Regions from separate parts of the Mus musculus genome. Here regions 1 and 3 are each linked to region 2. The links are chromatin contacts, called in public Hi-C and HiChIP or PLAC-seq maps. All regions are on one chromosome and are shown on one strand. Each heading gives the region's core, a stretch centred on a gene start, on an enhancer-like site or on the middle of the called end of the contact. The rest is flanking DNA. Distances are from core to core; before and after follow the strand shown.

Evidence for each region. Hi-C and Micro-C count contacts between places; a contact is called where the count stands out from the background. HiChIP or PLAC-seq counts read pairs in DNA pulled down with a chosen protein or histone mark.
Region 1: a Hi-C map of the 63-12 cell line shows a contact between it and region 2, with 2.7 times the contacts expected there. The contact joins two enhancer-like sites. A contact is called at or near these places in 1 of 15 datasets of contacts at CTCF or cohesin (large pre-B cells), 13 of 484 Hi-C or Micro-C datasets (the 63-12 cell line, the C2C12 cell line, LSK cells and 9 more), 3 of 115 datasets of contacts at active chromatin or transcription factors (T-cell acute lymphoblastic leukemia, bone marrow-derived dendritic cells and large pre-B cells) and 1 of 9 other capture datasets (liver).
Region 3: an H3K4me3 HiChIP or PLAC-seq map of the SCID.adh cell line shows a contact between it and region 2, with 14 read pairs. The contact joins two enhancer-like sites. A contact is called at or near these places in 1 of 39 promoter capture datasets (hippocampal neurons), 2 of 15 datasets of contacts at CTCF or cohesin (large pre-B cells and pro-B cells), 70 of 484 Hi-C or Micro-C datasets (the 63-12 cell line, the AML12 cell line, B cells and 43 more), 11 of 115 datasets of contacts at active chromatin or transcription factors (the 230-238 cell line, DN3 thymocytes, the SCID.adh cell line and 7 more) and 2 of 9 other capture datasets (adipose tissue and liver).

The regions. Positions count from the first base shown.
Region 1 is chr13:19,149,975-19,154,517 of GRCm38.p6, forward strand. The region is part of intron 3 of Gm31887 (a long non-coding RNA gene); the gene reads right to left. Amph (amphiphysin) reads left to right here. Exons shown (of 21, transcript NM_175007.2): 21 at 1-945. Among named protein-coding and RNA genes, the nearest start is that of Gm31887, 41 kb to the right of the region's middle. Within about 2 kb of position 2,312, at least 18 of the 459 cell types and tissues checked have an H3K27ac peak or open chromatin away from gene starts, as enhancers often do. A contact at or near this core is called in the 63-12 cell line, where this site is marked.
Region 2 is chr13:19,354,255-19,358,603 of GRCm38.p6, forward strand. It overlaps Stard3nl (STARD3 N-terminal like), which reads right to left. Exons shown (of 9, transcript NM_024270.3): 9 at 3,422-3,875. It also overlaps Tcrg. Among named protein-coding and RNA genes, the nearest start is that of Stard3nl, 39 kb to the right of the region's middle. RefSeq lists an enhancer at 1,917-2,222. Within about 2 kb of position 2,162, at least 44 of the 459 cell types and tissues checked have an H3K27ac peak or open chromatin away from gene starts, as enhancers often do. A contact at or near this core is called in the 63-12 cell line, DN2 thymocytes and the SCID.adh cell line, where this site is marked.
Region 3 is chr13:19,180,325-19,185,046 of GRCm38.p6, forward strand. Gm31887 (a long non-coding RNA gene) reads right to left here. Exons shown (of 4, transcript XR_873150.3): 3 at 4,714-4,722. It also overlaps Tcrg and Trgv4. Among named protein-coding and RNA genes, the nearest start is that of Gm31887, 11 kb to the right of the region's middle. Within about 2 kb of position 1,612, at least 6 of the 459 cell types and tissues checked have an H3K27ac peak or open chromatin away from gene starts, as enhancers often do. A contact at or near this core is called in the 63-12 cell line, DN2 thymocytes and the SCID.adh cell line, where this site is marked.

The DNA.
Region 1 (4,543 bases), core at 1,062-3,561, 200 kb before region 2:
CAATAGAGCATGTATGCAAAAACTATACGAAGAGGGGAAAGAGCAAATTAAGGAAAGAGTCCTTACTCTGTTTCCTGCGTTCATAGCGGTCTGTTTGTGCTTTGTCTAACAGTGAACACTGGTACTTGATTCTCCTCCCACCAAGTCTAAAGTAGCCTTCTCCAGACCAGACTTTGACTTCTTTGCATCAAGTGTGTGGTGTCGAGTGGTTGCCCTGCAGATGTGATGAGTTATCCTGTAGTGAGACATCATCTTACTCCCTTGCCCGAATTGTGAGCTCCTGCTCTCTTGCCCTTTCAAGTTTACTGCGTTTAAAACTGAACAGCTGCAAACGTTCTTAACGGTCTTCTCCAATCACCTCTATATACACATGTACGGACACACAGTCGCACAAGCTAGTCCCATGCCTGCTGGACCTATGTGTATGCAGATGGCTACATATACATAGCTGATCCCTTCCCTTTCCACTGTAGCTCTTCTCCTCTAAGTGTCATTGATACACGCATTGCTCTTATTTGTCGGCATTACAGCTGCAGTTTTGCCTTGGGGCAAAACCATTCATCCCATTGCCAAAACAGTTGACAGTGTCTGTGTGTGTTGTGTGCAGTTTTCAGGATGATATAACAGATAGCGCGTCCACGCTGCTGCCCCTTTGGAAAGAGCAGGGCCTGGTTATGTAGCTGCCCAGCTGCTCAGTCCAGATAAATACATGGACTAGCAACTATGCAGTCATCATTCCTGCCTTTACGTGATTGGCTGGACGAGGGGGCAAAAGAACCTATTTATAAAAGCTCCTATATACTTCCACGTTCTATTTATGCAACTCATCTTCACAGATCATTCTAAAATGAACGAGGTGATGTATGCTGTATCAGAAACCATCTGTAACAGTTGTGTTCTCAGTGCTGTGTCATTCCAAATAAACCTTTGGTAATCTCCAAGTTACATGGGTTCTTTTTCAAGAGTGGTTTTTTTTTTTTCTTCTTTTTGAATTCTTGTTCCAGTTGGACAAGCTACTTGAAGCAATTTATATTGGAGTTGTTATTTGTGCAGATGTGTACCCGTTCCACCTCTGGGTTGTGTTCTGTGGCCCTGCCTCACTTCCCTATCACTCCATCCCAGTCATTGCTGGTCACCAGTGCTTCCTGGAAGCCAGCAATTACTAGAGCGCAAATAACAGCTGTGGGAGATCTCCTTCTATTGCTGGCTGTGGACACTCAGTCTGTGAATCACTGGCAACCATAGATGCACAATCAGCCTCACGACAGCTTCATCTTTAGTCACTTTTCTTTCTGGCATTTTTATGTTCATAAGGACATAAAGAAGTAGCTCTCACAGCACAGAAAAGTCAGTCCCCAGAGCCATTGTCATGAGAGGAGATCATGTCATATAGCATGTTTCATCTTGAGAAATGTCTACTAATATACTTCTGTATCCAGTGATACAGTGTAAGCCAATCAAGACTGTGCATGAATGCATTTCTTATTTGTGTTTCAAATTCTCCTCATGAGTCACAGGGTTTTAGGTTTCTTAAAGCAGTAATAGGCAAATTTCTATTCACCACTGTTTCCCCGAGGGCTACTTTAAAAGAAGGCTTACTCATTGTGAATGATAGTCTACTGAAAGAAAATAAAATGCCACTGTCCAGCAGCTTGCCAGGGAACTAAGCAAAGTGCAGCGAGGTGACCCTTTTTAAAGGAACTCACTCCTGACATGAGAGCAAATGGGCTGTTGAAAAGTGACTGAACCCATCAGGGCCTTTGCTGGTGGTGGTGTTTGCAGTGTTTGGTATTAAACTCTACCCTTGCAAATGCTTGACAGTAAATCTGCATCCCAGTACCCCAAATGGTTTTAATAATAAGGTGTGCCTAAACTGTGCAAAGCTAATTGCCACATCTCCAGGAGCAGTTACTCTGAAATTCCACTGCGATCCTCCCCACAGGGGCTGACACAGGACACAGTGAGACAGAAGGAGGTGGCTCGAGTGAACTTCCTAGATGAATGTACTTAGGTGACCTACTAAGTTCATCCAAGACAACATGCTTTTAATCATTTAGTCCTATTTTGAAAATACTGTCTTGGTTTTGAAATACTAAATACAAGTAATCGGATTGTTTTGGGAACTGGAAAGATCCAAGAATTGCCAGTGTCCTGAAGAGGAATGAGTTGGAGACCATGGCCCACTTCCATGCTACAGAACCTGCGCTTACAATGGACAGCCTTTTTTCTAATGGGCCTTCTAAGAGGTTTGCAATGCCTTCAGAGCTTTCGTGGCTACTGCTGTGGTAAAGGCATCCTGTTCACATCATACGGATATAAACTACTTGGTTTGTAACTATGTTTTATCCCACATGGCCTGGATCAAGAAAGCTGTCTGAACCACTTGCTCCTTACTTCCTCTTTAGAAACCAATGGCTGATGTTCACATCTTTAAGAATCAGATAAAGAAAGTCTCTGGCTCTCATGAAGCAGACACCTACTGGGCCCTCTGTGTGGTGTGGACCCTTGCTCAGGAAAAGATCCATGCACTATCCTACTCTACAATTATGAACAAGATTCTTTTTGTCAAAGCTAGAGAGGCTTTGAAGTAAGTCAACAAGAAACCAACAATGATGGCATCTATTGGACCAAGTGTGAAGACTCCTTCTTCTGATGCTCCTTAAAAACATATAGAAGCCATGGATTGGCTCATTGGAAACTATCTCATCGTAACTCAGCATTCCATTCAGATGGCCCAGTAAAGAAAGCACCTTACCTTGGGGACATGCCAAACACATGAGAACTGAAGAATTGATGATGACTAAGGGTCAGTGCTTTATTCCGCACAAAAGGCGTGACTGCACACCTTGGAGCTTTGGAAACACACCAGTCAACAGAATGACCATCCTAAGACTCTACTACTGTTTTCTGAAAAGCTCAACTAAAATCTGCCTTATGGTTTTTACTTAGAGCTGAGAGAAAATTCTTACAAACACTATGTGCCAGACCTTGGTACAAGGTGCATCATACTGTTCCGCTGTTCCACGTGTGGTCGTTGCTACTGTCTTCCCAGAACGGAACTTCTACCTGGACCTCAAGTAAATAGATGTTTAGAAGCTTCACAAAGAAGAGAGTGGTAGTCTCTTGACAAAGTTAGACAACTGAGAGCCATGTGGTTCTGTTCAGCTTGGAGATACTCTCTTTCCTGACTCAGCCATTATTGCAGATTTTTCTTAACCTACAACATTAAGCTGAAACCAGTTTGGCTGAGACCAGATTGTATCCTAGCACACAGCAAGGGGGCTGAGCAGATTCAAAAGCACTGAACGTTCAAATGCATGAAAAACCTGAGTAGCCTCCCCAAATATTTTGTGAGTCATTAGTTATACTTTCTCAAGATTGCTTAGTTATTGATTGTGATACAACTCTTAAGTCTATGCAAACTGAAAGATCTTAAAGCTTTTCAAAGGAGACTTAAATTGTATTAGTTTCCAAAATACAAATAGTCCCAAGACCCTTACGATCTCAGGTCAAACACTCAGGTTGTCTGATTCTTGAAGGTCACATGGAGTTGTAAGCTTATTTTTGCCTCTCTGCAGCATCTATGGATGTGTATGTACTTAGCTCTTGAGAAATGCATCCTTGTACATCACAGAGCCGTATAAAGTCAGTCCTCTGTGAGGGAACCTTGTCCTTAAGCACTTATCCACAGGGATGACTCTCTTCTACCCTCTCCTCCAGTCAGTAAATGTTATAGAACTCTCACGTTGCCGTGTGTTTCCCGTTACTGACCACCGTGTGATTTCTGTGGCATTCGGGAACACTATACAACATTTTCATACTCTCCCTAAGATCCAGGATACAAATTCCCCGTGCTTTCCGACTCCTCTGACTATTCTTTCTTGTTTTCTGTGCTTGCTTTCCTTCTTTCTGAGGGAGCTGGAGTGGGACACTAAGTAGGGAGATAGCAATATCCTTCTATTTGTACTTCTGCTGTCCAAGGACTGTCCCTGGAGAGGGTCCTGTGGCTGCTTCCAAGTCCACATATCTGCATGTTCATTAAACAGTTGTTAATCGTATTCTCAGTGTGAATTCCTATAACTTTTGCAGAGCGATTCTACAAGGCATCTCCCTGGTACCCAGCACATGGCGGAATCTTGGACCTGCTGAATTTGGAGTTTCCCCTTGTGCTTCATTTCACAGGAACACACACCCACTGTTGTCTCTTCCCTCCAAAATGTCTTACTGTCCTGCATTCTAGTGTCTATTCCCATGCCCTGGAGACATGTCCCCACAGCCACAGGTGATTTTGCAACTCTCCTCAACTCATTTTGTGTACATTAGCACCAATGCCAGCACATTAGCACCCCTTCCTACCATTGCTTTTTGTACCATGTGACAGCAATGAGTGTCTTTTGGATACTGTATGTCACTGGAGTCACAATGCCACTTACTTGGCCCTCAAAGGCTCCCATCTTCCCCAGCATGTCCCTTCAGTGTCCCTCATATGACTCTCCTTACTTCCCCACCCTGTAAAACCAACACATGTTCTAGCTTTGCTCCC
Region 2 (4,349 bases), core at 912-3,411:
AATAGACATTACGTTACGTGTATGATTTAGTCTCGTGATGAAATTTAACTACGTTGTAGAGAACATATTCCAGTTTCTATGCACCTGCAAATTCAATTGCAGAAAGCCTAATGAAGAACATTGATCATGGTATGTGGAACCTTAATTTATATCTCATTCATACACAATGAGACAAGGCTAATTGACTTTCTATAGGTTGGGAAACCGAGGCCTAGATGAGTAAGAAACCTTCCCAGAACTATGCAACTAAGAAGTAGAGCAAGAATTTGAACCCAGGCTGCCTGGGCTCACCAGCCCAGCTCTTGTGTTAATCATTTGACTATGGAGCAGAAAAAGGTATTCCTCAGGAAAACCTTCCTCATCAGGCTAAAAATGATTGAGAGAATGCTCCATCTCCCTTCCATCTCCTGGCTTTATGATGTTGTTAAAATTACAGAGCTAGAAACCAACCTGTTATAGATTGTGTATGCCAGGCCGACTTCCACCCCGACTTCCTGCCCACCAAGGCTGTTGTGCTACATACCACAGGTTGGGATAAAATGAATTTGGGATCAGAAGTCTGCACTCAAAGGCACTCATAGAAAACAAAGATTTGCACAATCTCACATGCAGAAAGTCCTGTCTGAACAGTAGCCTTTTTCCAAAACTTCAAAAGGTCTCAACTACAATTATCCAGAGTCTTACCCCCAAGGCAGGCCTTTGAGAAGAAACTGAGTGTGCCCCAAGCCCCTCAATAGCGGGGAGAATTTGGCTGGCAAGCTTTTCAGGTATTCTTACACATCCACGGTGCACAGGCAAGCAGAGTCCTTCAAATACTTCTCAACTATAAATACAACTAGTTTAGAAACTCCATGACTCAATTATAAACCAAAGAGAAAACTTCTAGACAACACACCTCAGAGTTTTCTCCAGTACTTAGGTACAAGCACTTTTATTTTTTTATTTTGCAATTACATAAATTTTGCAAAACAAAAATATGTCTTATGATGAACTCTCAAATCAATCCCTAAAGCCCTCATAAGAATTCGGGAATGGTGATAAACATTTTAATTAATGAGGCTAATATGCATATACTCGGTGATCACTGGCCAGTGAGCCTAGCTTATTTGGTGAGTTCAAGGTCACTGAGAGTGGACAGTGCCTGAAAGCCAACACTTGGGCTTGCCTCTATATGCATATCTACATATGCTTGCTCATATGTACAGTCACTGACTAATACCTTACTCATGATCTCTAGTGATACTGATATGCCAAATGCCCCTGCAGAGAGCCCGACTTGGCTCTGCAGCCCAGGTGTATGTGAACACCTGGGAGAGGCCTGACAAACTTCAGTGCTATGCTAACCTTCCAAGTATAAAACAGGATCTCAGGGTGGCATCAATTTATTTTTTTTTTAGAAAATAAACATCTCATCAGTTTGACACCTGTTTACATGTCTCTTTACATGTGTCTATTCATGTTCTTTCCCCATTTTCTACTGTGCAGCAATACCAGGAAACATGGCACCTCTTAGTGCATTTCTGTAAGCAGAGATAATAAGCCAAATGTTCTACATGCAGTAGCTGGATGAGAGGCCAGTGTTTGTGACACACCTTTTCTAATGGACACTTACCAAGTCAGAACCACATTTGAATCAATAATATCTAACTTTAACACTGGAAAGGCTGTTTATAATCAGCCTCCGTCTAAATAACAGGTTCTCTGGAAAGGAAGCAGAGCGCCATTTTGGAACAACTCATGAACAAGACTCGGAGATAACTCCTTGATGGTCCTGAGTTGATGCAATGTTTTCCATCCAAGTTCCAGGCCCAGCTTTGCAGACATGGAACTCTTTCTGCAGTGCCAAGTACAGACACAGAACGGACAAGCAGCAGCAAGAGCTTTGTGAGGCCGTGACCAGCCAGGATGCAGGCAGCATCTCCTGTGGTCAGACATCTCAGCAGCCTCCTTCCAGAGCCCACCTGGGCTCCCAAGCCTCAGCAGTACAGAGTGTCAGTTGCAGGAGAGGAGGGGACACCGGAGGTGTGCAGGATGGCGTTGCTATGGTTGGTGGCTTTATTTTCTCAGGCATCTTTCGTTTATCTGTTTGGTCAATGTGGTTGCTTCCTGGAAAATGCTCAAAGTCAAACCCACCACTACTGACTGGGGCGACACAAAGGGTAGCTAGGGTATTAGAAGAGAAAATAAGAGCAGTTAAACCGCAGCCAGCTCTGCTCTGCTTCAAAAGGTCACGGCTAGTAGGAAAAAAAAAATTAGCTTCATGCTGTGTGGTGGCTTCAAACTGCAGAGTCACACTGCGGACAGCAGGACTCCTGGGGTGGACCCTCGGTGCTCAGCTGCTTCAGCTGGCATCAGATGCTGACACTTTTAACTTGTTTTCTCAGAGTACAAAGAGGGTGCTAAATGTGCATTGTGACTCCAGCTGATGGCGATGCGGGCCACAGTAATGTGCTTTATGAGCAAAGCAATGGAAGCCAATCCAATGCACTGAAACTCTCATCTGGGCTGATCCCGGAGGCACCACAGTAACACTAACTCTAGGATACCATCATGCAGTCAGTAATGAGAGGTCAGAGGACAGGCTGGGTGCAGAGTCGACACCCACACCCCAGGGCTCTTTCGTCCTGACTGCCTCTGAGATCATCTCCCTAGGACGCAGTGTCTGATTTCACAATTGCACACATATGATGTGCACCTGTGTCTGTGACCCGTCAACTACACATGGCTGCAGTCTTCCTGAGAGGTCTGGCTGCATCTGCTGGCTCAGGCTGGCACTGTTTCTCAGCACTGACATCCAACTAGGCTTCAAGTACATACTGCTCCACTCTTGACACAGGCAATTATTCCTGAAATTGTTCCATCAAGTTCCTGAGGTCCTGCCCCAAGAGCAGACCTAGAGAGTTCCCTCTAGTCTCCCTTACTATAAGTAGCCCTTCTTTGTTGCACCCAGTCTCCCTGCCAGACTCCTTGTGGCACTGCTCAAGTGGGCATACTCTTGAAACAGTGCCTATGCAGGACTGGATCTGCACAGGGCCCGCTTCCACCCAAGCCTGAAGCATTGCTCCTGCATGCATGCAGTTAACCTTCCTAGCATGACCCAGCCAATGATGCAGCCTCACAGTCTGCCCTTCTGGGAAGCCGAAATTGAATTTGGAAAAAATGTCTGGACAAACAGCCGATGACGTAAATTAGTTCATATTAATCCTAAGGAAGTAAACGTGCAGGAAAAGGCGGAGCAAAAGCAGCCACAGCCTTTGCAGGTTGTTTGTGTGCAGCACATCAGACCCTAGCGCAGAACAAGAAGTCCCAAGAGAGTCATACAAAACACAGGCCAAGAGTTTCTATGCACCCAGGCCACACCCTCTTCCTTTTATAACCCACCACTCCTGGACAAACATATAATACAGACAACACACAATCATCATTTTGATACGTTGGATTTATTATTTTAAAACTGTATAAAGAGCACATGTGCATGAGTTTAAAAACACAAGTGAAATGTAAGGAGTTAAAAAAGAAATACAAAAGAAATCTGAGACATGAAACCAAAAAAAAAAAATACATTCTGAGAATTGAAACAAAAAGGTATCTCTCACTTACTACAAAATTGTTATTTCAATATATTAAGCAGTCTTTTGATTCAGATGCAGCACAAGACCGAGTTATTCATTATCAGGTCAGACCGAAACTCACAGACTAGAGGAAGGAGCACAGCATGACCCAGTGGCCGCAGGCAGGGATGGTTTGAGTGGAGGTGGAGCGATGTCCATGAGGTATCACCATAAATAAACTCACTAGCTCCTCAGCATCCAGCAGCAAGCAGAGCCACCACTTCAGCTGTCTTCCTTGGATGACTCGCAGTGAGGTTCTTCACACTTAGAGAAAGAGTGAAGAAACAGTGAGCAGTGGCCAGAGCCAAGTTCTGTGCTGCCTGTCAGTTTCCTCACGGTACTGCGGGCAGGCTGTGACAGAGACACATGAAGGACACTGGCAGGACAACACACGGCTTTACTTCAAAGGCTTTAACATAAACACTGGTAATTTCATGCTGACAGTTTTGTCTCTTGTGTGTCCAGCTGCTGTGCTGGGCTGGGCTGTGTGCTGACAGTGTCACAGACACAGGGCTCATCTGCTGTGGCAGTGGCTGGGCCAGCGGCCTATCAGCCTTGCCTTGCTTGGTGAGCCAGTCTGATAGCCTCTTCCCCAGAAGCACTGCTGCCCCTCTGCTTGCTACTGTCTCTGGATGTTCAGTGACTTACCTGTCCTGTGAAGACACTCACCGGCGTCCTCCATGCTCGAGCTCACAGTTTTCCTATGAGAGGCTCCTGTGGGGAGCTGCACACGTCCCT
Region 3 (4,722 bases), core at 362-2,861, 170 kb before region 2:
TCACTCTTGACACATAGCTTCATTGAAATTGTAAGGAAAGCTAATGTTATGTAGATATGGTGTCAAATTCTCAAATACTCAAATGAAATGTGTGGGAAAATGACATTCTAAACTTTCAAATCTTATTTATGTATCTTTTATTTTTAAATGCAGTTTTGCATTAATTATTTTGCCACCTCCTCCATTTGAGGAGAAACAGTACATTGAAACCATTTCTACCCCTACAATCTTTGCTGAGGTCTAGTGTGAGGGTGTCTTTAGAAGAGAATGGACTTGGCCAACCTCAGAACCTTGACCATGAGATAACACCACCCTAAGCATCTACCAGGACTGAACATTCCACAGTATCTTTTCCCAGTCAAGATGCTATCAATAACACTTGATCCAAAAGCTAAGGTCACACCACAAACCTACATCAGGTATATCCACAATAGTTGTGAGCTATTGCTCTTCAACAGGAGGCATAGGAGATAGGAAGGAGGTATATGATGAGAACACTCTGAATTATGAGTTGCTGTGTTCTGCTAGTTCCCTTCCATGACCAGAGGCTAAACGGTAGACATTTTTACTCAGTTTTCAAGGTCAGGCCACATCTGAGAAACAGGACACAGTCATTTCATGCTCCCTTCTATACATCATATGACTTGGTATTAAAGAAACAGGTCTAAGATTTATCATTCCCCCTGGGATTATCTTTTTGCTTGATTTCATCAGCCACGAAATCAACATATAGAAAATGTTTGGGAACTTTTAAACAACCAAACAAGAAATTGTGGTTTTAATTTTAACCTTGTTATTTGTTATTCCAATATGATCCATAAAAAGCATTATGCATGACACAGAATAAGCATGAAGAACTCAGTAGAAGGAACGAATTCTACTTGATTCCACAGAAGTGTTTAAGCATCTCTAACATAGCCCAGCATAGCAAAAAGTTGGGTAAGAATATGAAACTAATAGGAAAGAGCTTGTCCATAAGCATCAGTGCTATCCACTAAGTGATTTCATTATTGTGCAACCTCTTCTCAATGAAAGAGGCAGTGTCAAGATTGAAGGATATTATTGGTGAAAGAGAAATTTTACATGCTGGTTGTTTGTCTGGAGTCTCATTTTGTCCTCATCTCAGCTAAGACTTCAGGACAATTATGCTTGCATGTACCTTTTCCTAAACACATGGCTAAAATAGTGGTTCTCAGCTGGAAGTCATCTCCTCTAGGAGACACTGGCAATGTTTCAGACATTTTAAGTTGTTATTCATTGGGTAATGGCCACAACTCAGGTAAGTTCGAAGCATATCTCTCTCCTCACATCTCAGGACTAGAAGCCACAACCAAGAAGTTAGCAGTCCCAGCCCAAGAAACTCTGGACCATACATATGTCCCAAAGACTTAGTAATCACTGAAATCAATAAAATAATAATGTTGATGAAGGACCCATGCTTAAACTTTCTAAGACCAGACATGGTAGGAATTTTTGTAATATCTGCCTTAATAGATGTTTGGTGTCATAGAGAACTGGGCAAACTGGCCAGCAGTTAGCACTCTTGGAACTGGCTTTTCTGGGTGTATCCATTTTCTCCCTAAACACTATAGCATATAACTCCTGTTCCTTCACCCTAATTTGACACCTTATCCTGCATCTACCCTGGCTCCCCCTGCATCTCCTTTGACACAGAGCCCATGCAAGTGTTCATTTGCTTTTCAGTCAGTGAGTTTGTTCCTCTATTTCTAAGATTGGTTGAAGGATACTTTTAAGTGATGTTTGGTGGTTTTGTTATTTGTGTACTTCTCATAACTATTCTTTTATTTAAAGTAGAAATTGAATACAAGTGAACTGAGTGAACATACTACATTGCAGAAAGGATGCCTGTATTTTTTCTGCAGGTTATCTACTATCCAAGGTCATTTACAGGTAAAGAGCAACAAAAAAAAAAAACGTGAGGCATTTAAAGCTCTCTCTCCCTTCTTTGGTCCTTAATAAAAATTTCATGGAAACACAAGACGTGACGACATGCTGGCCCTAGAAACCTACCGTGATTAGAGTTCTAGTAACAAGCACACACGCACTCAGCATGTCTGCAACCACTTCCTTCCTGACGAAGAGCAGCCTAGTCCAGCCCTGAGCCCTGCTTAACCTCAGCCCCCACCTGCAGCACTTCTAACAAGGGAAACCAGAAAGGGAGTCTGATGGCTATCAACTGTGCCCCACAGAATCCAGGAACTGTGGCCCCAACTTTCTGGGTCAAAGCAATTTCCTGTTGACTTCGTTTAGACATTAAATGTATTAAGTATTGTCTGACTATCTTGGTGAAAAAGCAAGATCCAGTGTTTCGGTTCCCATGGGTTTCCAGTAATGCTGGCTCTTGGTAGAGGTGCTGAGAAGGAATGTGGGCAACACACATATTTTCAGCTTCCATCCGCTCTCACAATATACAGTGCATTTTCTATCTTCTTAGAGTCTAACTTGATTGACAGATCAATATAGTCAGACAACCCTCAGAAACATATGTACTTTTGATCTGTTGTAGCACCGAAGAAATTAAAGTTTGGACAATTGAAGCAAATAAGCAAAGACAAAAAAAAAAAAAAAAAATCCCTGTTTTCTGAACTAGACCATAAGGCCACATGTAGAAATGTAAGAACTGCAATTCCGGAAGGAATGTTAGGATATTTGCAGCATGTTACAATGGAAGAAGAATCTTTAACTGGTAGTTGGAGTTGGAAAATCTTTCAGGATGCTGTCATCAAAAGATAACTGGAACCACATCATCCATTGGTGAACCCATACCCTTGCATGCTTCTCAAAGACAAGAGAGAACTTGTGAGAGGATAGCTAATCCTATGTGTAGGTCTCTACTGGTATTCTCAATCCTTTGCGTATATCAGTTCGTTAAAGCTAAATCACCTGCATATGTATTCTTCTTTTCTTGTCAAATGTATCAGACTCAAAAAATGAGTGACACATTAATCAGTCCAGGCATTTATCCAGGCAAAGGTCCAGGACAGATCAGGGTATAGTCAGCTAATGTGACTCTTTTTGCCTATTATAAACTGTTTCATTTCTGGGGATATAAAATAATCAAATAATTGCTTCTGCTCCATAGAGGAGACATACCAAAGTGTAAGGTATATTGATGCTGCTTTTATTTTATTGACACTTTTAATTATTGATATTTTATTTTATTTATTGATATTATCACTGCATGTCAAAGCAATGCTCAGGATTTGAACAATTATGTGGTTTTATAAAATAAATATTATGCCAACAAATCCTAAATTAAATTTTTTCATATGAAACAACTCCGAATCCTTGGTGGGTTTTGTTGTTGTTGTTTTGTTTTTTAACAATAGTGTATGTACTAGTCTTCAGGAAGTAACATGACTTTGATTTCTATACCTACTTTTCATCTTAATTAATCTCCAAATTTACATCAACATGTTCATTCTTGCTCTTCCTTGTGTCAAGGGTGCATAGTTTGTTGGTTTATTTGAGGCATGTTTGGGGGAGTGGCAAGGAATTTGCAAGGTAGGCAAACACAGCAAAAATGTTTCATAGACATATAACGTATGGTTAAACCTAGGACATAAACATAGACATACAATTCATCCATTCTCACCTATCTCTACTTATAGAGTAATTATTTTTAAAGAAATAGGTGTTTTAACTTCTTCCATATATATTTTTATAATTTTACTTGTTCTTAAATAAGGTATTGTAGTTTTGCCAAAAAATGATCAATAATGTCATCTTCTGTTGTTTAATAAGAGTTAATGACATCATTGTAGACTACAATGCATAGGACAAACATATCTGAACATTTAATGCAATGTATGACACAGCATTATAAATCTAACATTTCCAAAAAGAGAGAGAGAGGAAAGGTACATACGTAAAATCAAACCAGAGAAAGCTAGTTTTCTGCAAGATTGTGATCTATAGGAGGGCACTTAACTGCCATTGGTTCTTTAAAATGATGTTCATATAAATATAAAGATGGGAGCTATTCCACACAATGGGAAAATCAAAATGAAATTTAAAGTCAATTATGTGTATCATGTTTAAAGTTATGTGTATACATATACAAATATGAATGATACCAAACAGCCTTATTACTATAATGAATAGTAAATGAGTACAAAATATTTAAACTATTTTAATGATATTATTTGTCAGAGATGCTCATAAGACCTACCCTGAAAGTCTAGATATATAAAAGAGTATACATTCATTCTTAAAGGGACTAGATGTACAAATTAGTTGATCACCCACCCAGAAGTACTTACTTAGAGATACTCAATTGATTCAAAAAACCATATAAAGTATCCCATGCTTACGCAGTTGGCATGTTAAGTAAAGTCAGCAAACCATTTCAAAGACCAATTTGTCATTGTTAGATAATTAAGGTCAGTTGTTTGTGTTTCCTCGGGTCTGAAAATATAGCAAATCATGGAAGTTTAGACATGGAAAGAACATAGCAAGTATGCCTTCATAGCTCAGAACAGCTACTCTTCAGTGAGCTATGGAAGGCGGGAGGATGAGGAGACTGCACTCATGGTGCCCCACCCTGAGAAGAACAGCTGAAACTTACGCACGGTACTCATCTGACCAGCTTATGTTAGCCAGGAAACCCAGAACCGTTAACAACTACAGCAGACCATGAAGAACCCTGGCTCACAAGCCCTGCTTCCTTTATATCTTCCCTGGGAAGCCAACCTGGCAGAT